Regions from separate parts of the Mus musculus genome. Here region 2 is linked to region 1. Evidence: chromatin contacts called from public Hi-C data. All regions are on one chromosome and are shown on one strand. Each heading gives the region's core, a stretch centred on a gene start, on an enhancer-like site or on the middle of the called end of the contact. The rest is flanking DNA. Distances are from core to core; before and after follow the strand shown.

Region 1 (3,012 bases), core at 439-2,938:
ATATGTAATCCTAACCCCCATACTGGAGATGAATGGTTGAGGCAGAGATGTCTAGAGACCCACAGGCCAGGAATTCACAGCACAGACAGACTCTGTACTATTGAGGTACAAAATGAAAGCCAACTTTCAAAAGTTTTCTTCTCATTATGTACCCTCACAACCAAAAAAAAAAAAATTACAAAGATAAATTTTCCTCAGAGCTAGGCATGAAGGCACACACACACCTGCAGTAAGGAGGCTGAAGCAGGAGGATTGTAAGTTACAGATCTAACATAGGAAGACTGTTTAAAAACCACAGTAGTTACCACACACCCCAAAAGTGATCATAGCGAGGCCAGAGAAGGGCAGGAGAGTCTAAGTGCTGTGACGGGGACTCCCCTGAGGGATGGAAAGGACCAGGAGGTGGAGCCAAGGAAGCTGAGGAAGGTGATCAAAGCTGTTTGGTTTGTAATTTCTCCACCTCAACCGAAGGCTGTAGGGGAAGCAGGAGTCTTCTACAGAGCCCTGGTACAATTCTAAACAAATGTCAAACTCATGTCATGCATCATAACATAGTCCCCTTGCTACAAGTTCTCCAGGTGACAGAGTCACAGACACAAGCTCAGGTAGGAGAGGAGTGACAGAGGGGAATCAGTGCAACAGCTCTTGGCAAGCAAGCCTGGCTCTCTAGGCCTCTGCTCCCCTTGCCACACCATAGCATCCCTATCCACAATAACATGTGAATTACCTGCCTCAAGAGCAGTTTGACACATCAATCCCTACACCTTAAGAAAAAGTCTAAGTTAACGAGATGATGTAAATCAGACTGCCCTGGACCCAAACACAGGTATTATCACTCACTTCTGATCAACAAACATGGAGGGAGGGAGGAAGGAAGGGGCACGTGGGGAAGGTGATAAGAGTTCTATCTTTTTTTTTTGTCTTTTGCCAGTGGGCTCTTCTATGCTTTAGACATAGCAGGTGCACAATAAATACTTCCATATCATATTCTTTTCATCTCAATATTTCCTGTGTATTTACCAAGATCGAATTCTCTTTTACATTTTTTTCCTGAAAGAAATATGCATGTGGCAGATGTTTAACAGCTATATATCAACAGTGAATGAAATGATGTAAGTACATAATTTGGTTATAAAGTTTATAAAGTGCTTTAAGCTGACAGAAATCATGCATATGTAGACTGTAAATGGACATAAAACATAAAATATCTCTGTAACAAAACTATCCTTTTTTTTTCCCCTTCTTGATTCATCACTCTCAGAGGAGGGGCTCCCTTGGTATTTCCTCCTCTATAAGGTAGTTGGCACCGTACCATGCAACAAGAAGACGAAGGGTGTCTCTGTTTAGAGGACACAAATGCCCAGGCAGGTCAAAATGGAGACTTGACTTCCTGTCCTAGGAAATACAGTTCACCCAAATGTGTTCATAAGTGGGCTGCCATCCATGACAACTGTACCCAGAGACCAATGCTCAACAGCGGCACACAACGGCTAGCAACTAGGAGATTTTGATTTAGTTCATAGTTTTGTAAAAGGTAGAATGAAATTTCCAGAGTGATCGGGATGCTGCTTTCTGGGGGAAGTCTCCCTCTTGCCTTCCCCTGGAGCTTGGGTATAGGACGTGTCATGGTGCTTCTGAGTGGGCTCCTGCTAGTGGTGCAGAAGCTGGTGACAGAAACAGGTAGGGACAATGGCACAGCTGCTAATGGGGACATTTAAATCAGCTCCTATTCTTCCCCTGCCATCATGCAAAGCCCCTTTACTGCTCTAAAACAAATACAGCTTAATTCTATTTCCTGCCTGCCTTTGTATAATTTTGACATGTCCTCAGTCAAACACGACCCAGTCCTTCAATCAGGCCCTATTTTTCTAGAGATGAGGAAACAAGAGGAAGCGAAAGCAATTATTGAAAACTCATAAGCAGCAGCTTTAGCCTAATTACCTTGACTTTCCTTTTTAATTTTTCTATCGATTGTCTCCTGCTAATATGTGAGTATTGACTGAGCTGGTGGAGCCTGGAGCAGCCACGATAAGAGCAGATGCCACGGGGAAGCAGGATGTAATTAGGAGGCCCTGCACTCCGCTTTGGAATCACACATGCACAGGCAAGGCTCTGGTTGGTCCCTCTTAAGCAGGGAAGCAGCTTCCTTCAGCATGGCTGCTGTCTGCTGTGTCTTTGCCACCAGAGGGCAGCTGGGAAAAGGAAAAACTACTCCATGTTCTTTGTCCCTCTTTTGAGTTTAAAATAATGTGTTTCTCATATTTCTCCACACATTATCTACCAAAACTCCCTGGTCTATATAACTCCAAGAAGATGAGGTGGCACTGTTTTGAGTGGCAAAAAGTATCCCCCCCCCTTTTTTTTTTCAAATGCTACTGGATCAAGCCTCATCTTAAACAACCAAGTAACCCTGGGTGGTTTATCTGAATATTCATGTACCATTGACAACCGCTCACAACTCTGGGCTTTTTTTTTGCTTGGAGAAAAACAAAAGTTTCTTAACAAAAGTTTCTTGCTTTAGTGTATACAATTTGTTTTTAAATTATATCTGTAAGGTAGTGTAAACATGTTTTAAAATATATCTAAGTTTTCTCTAGCAGTAATAATACTTTGTCATCTTAAATTGCTATCACAGTATGTGTGGCTCACTATGAGAAAACACAGTTTAATAAAGCTGTATGCTAGGTTTTATAGGGATCAAGATGACCCCAGTGAACCAAGGTGTCATGTTTGGTCCTGTTTTATTTTATCTTCTTTAGAAACCCTGGGAAGCAACCAAGTAGTAACAATTAGCAATGCTTAATGGACTTTGAATACAGCTGCGAAAACTGTTAATTAAGCAAAATGTAAGCATGGGTGAAACTCTATAGGAATGGAAAGAAAAATATGAATGAAAAAACGCTAGGCAGAAACATGAAGAAAAGTGGAAGGCTAAAGACAGACACAGCATAGACAGAGCTGGGAAATGAGAGTCTTGAAATGTTAACACAGCCACAGGAATGACACAGGAAT
Region 2 (2,855 bases), core at 303-2,802, 140 kb before region 1:
CAAGCTCAACTCTGTTCTTAATCCTACAGATTATGCAGGGGTACTGAAGTACTTCCTGAGTTTGAAGGCATCCATGAATGTCCGTTTCTGCTAGTTAACACAATGGGTGTTATAACTGCACTTGGACCATGCCGTCCACCTCACCCCATTGGAGTCATATAGTACTCTTTGCCACTAACTGGGAAAATGCCAAACTTCCCTTCCTTACCTATGCACACATTCTGCCCTTGTTACGATTTGCTCGCTTTCCTGCATGCATCCATTCACCCTTCTGCTTTACTGCAATTCTCCCCATTCAGTTTAGCAAAGGCTTCCTCATTCATTCACCAAACATGCCAAGGGGGGCAGCAAGGTGTTACCCCTGAGTTGGATCTGCTATCATCATCCTTTCTCAAGAGTGCTCCTTAGCATTCTGGTATGCTTGGGATCAAATCCAGGGCCCTTTGCATGCTAGTCAAGTTCTACAGCAATTCCACTGAGTTCATGCTAAGCTTGCAGGTGTGTCATGCTGCAAAGTGTCTTCATACTTTAGCATAATTTCTAGCTCCTTTATGAAGACACAGTGAATGGCTGAAAGGTGAGTCCCCAGCTGCTTATAACTCTCAGTAGTATGCTGTGTCTGATATCAATGGAACCTCTAAGTATATAGCAGAGGTTTTATTTGTGTTTTCTACCAGCTTCAACATCATGGTTGTGTGTGTGTGTGTGTGTGTGTGTGTGTGTGTGTGTGTGTGTGTGTGTGTGAGAGAGAGAGAGATTGAGAGAGAGAGAGACAGAGACAGAGACAGAGACAGAGACAAGTGTGAGTACTCCGGCCACTGGAGAAAAATTAATGAACTGATACCAAATTAAAATGAAGAGAAACTTCACAAAAACTGTGAATTCTAAGCATTAAATGACTCGTTGGGGACAGATGGAACTGCTGGTTGAATCTCAGGGCAAAGAGGACAAACATGGGGAGAGAAGCATTTGGCTTAGAGGTGGCACAGTAATAGACAGACTGCCTGATTAGGAACATGGTACATTTCAGAACTCACAACTGGGTTTACTTGAAGCTCCAAGGGGTATGACTAATTAAGGAAAACACTTCTAGTTCTTACTTCCCTTGTAGGGAACATCTGCACCCCAATCACGTGCCATGACATCATTCCAGAGCAGTCTTTCTCTTGAGCACTGTGCTCTCACAGGAGAGATGTCCCTGACCTTTCCTCAGATCTTTAAACCCACAGCTCTGCTCAGGTTCTCCTGAGAGACTGGTTCTCAGCAGAGGGCATTGTGAGCTCACAGATTTGACAGCTTCCATGCAAGATCTGCTGAGAATCACGAGGGCGAAGTCGGACTGCAATGTTTCCCTACTTCCTCCCTCCTCCCCTCCCTAGTGTTATATCATTTTGGATCATTTGAATTGTACATGGCTTTCTATTTAAGTCAGTCATTTGCTGGCAGAAAAACTAGAACATTTCCTGTTTTTCCTCTCACTGTAATCAGGATTTGGTTGTCCAAATTAGGACTGCCCTAATTACTCCTCAGCAGGTGCCAATCCGGGGGAGGGCAACAGACTGGAAGAGAGGAAGTAAGGACACTGCATCTTCAGAGTCACGCAAGAAGAAAACACACGCTCCCTAAACCTGAAAAACCTGATGAAGTCACAGAAACACGCTCCTTGGGGTTGCGTGTGGAGAACGTACACACATGTCCATGTAAAACAAGTATAAAGATGGTTTTCTACTTGGTTGACTTCAAAGGTTTACAGATTTGCTTTTCCCAATCACAGATGAATTTACATTAGACCCATAATTCAGGAGCTGTGTACATCACCCCCAGACAATCATGTGTATGGAATCATCTGGGGAAACAAGAAGTGGACATCTTTGCCTCTGCCTCTTTCTCTGTCTCTCTCTGTCCCTCACTCCCCCCACCTTGTGTGTTTGTGTGTGTTTGTGTGTGTGTGTTTGTTTCCACAGGGTTCAGTCTCCTAGACAAAAGAATCAAGATCATTTTTAGAGTGTCACAGACCAAGAACCTAAAGCAATGGCTGTGTTCCAAAAGAACCAGGACATCGGCTTAGTAGGTAAGTGCTGCCAAGCCTGCTGATCTAATGTCTTTTAGTTAGGGCTCCTATTGCTGCTATGAAACCCCATGACCAAAAAACAATTCGGGGAGGAAAGGGTTTATTTGGCTTACACTTCCACATCATAACTGAAGAAAGTCAGGATAGGAACTTAAAAAGGGCTGGAACCTGGAGGAGAAGCTGATGCAGAGGTCATGGAGGGGTGCTACTTACTGGGTTGTTTCCCTTGGCTTGCTCAGCCTCCTTTATTACAGAATGCAAGGCCACCAGCCCAGCAGAGGCACCATAGTGGGCACCACACCCTGCCAACTACTAACTTAAAGAAATGTGCTACGGGCTTGCCTCCACCCCCTTCTGATGGAAGCATTTTATTAACTGAGGTTCCCTACTCTCAGATGACTTTAGCTTGACATAAAACTTGCCAAATTGGGAGTCCACAGGGTAGAAGGAAAGAACTGACCCCACAAGTTGTTGTCTGGCAATGATATGGGTACCATAGTATGTGCACATGTGTATACCATCCCATACGGTTAATACATATAATAAATAGTAGATGGTAAACACAGGTGTCTTGCGAAATATAAATGCAGAGGAATAATTGAATTCCTAGTCATAAGCATTTACAATGAACAAACTATTCTCATTTCTCCCTAAAACCAACCATTCTACCTGTGCGTAAGATCCCATCCTTACCTACCTCCTCCCAACACAACTTCAGAGTCTCCCTTTGTTTCATATATCAACACTGATGATGGTGGTGAGTCCCTTCTGGTCCACAACAGCT

Evidence for each region. Hi-C and Micro-C count contacts between places; a contact is called where the count stands out from the background.
Region 2: a Hi-C map of forebrain shows a contact between it and region 1, with 4 times the contacts expected there. The contact joins two enhancer-like sites. A contact is called at or near these places in 3 of 484 Hi-C or Micro-C datasets (cerebral cortex, forebrain and uterus) and 1 of 115 datasets of contacts at active chromatin or transcription factors (neural progenitor cells).

Annotation. Positions count from the first base shown.
Region 1 is chr6:33,681,102-33,684,113 of GRCm38.p6, reverse strand. All of the region lies in intron 10 of Exoc4 (exocyst complex component 4), which reads right to left. Among named protein-coding and RNA genes, the nearest start is that of Gm38785, 240 kb to the right of the region's middle. Within about 2 kb of position 1,688, at least 64 of the 459 cell types and tissues checked have an H3K27ac peak or open chromatin away from gene starts, as enhancers often do. A contact at or near this core is called in cerebral cortex and forebrain, where this site is marked.
Region 2 is chr6:33,822,523-33,825,377 of GRCm38.p6, reverse strand. All of the region lies in intron 12 of Exoc4 (exocyst complex component 4), which reads right to left. Among named protein-coding and RNA genes, the nearest start is that of Gm13853, 170 kb to the left of the region's middle. Within about 2 kb of position 1,552, at least 56 of the 459 cell types and tissues checked have an H3K27ac peak or open chromatin away from gene starts, as enhancers often do. A contact at or near this core is called in cerebral cortex and forebrain, where this site is marked.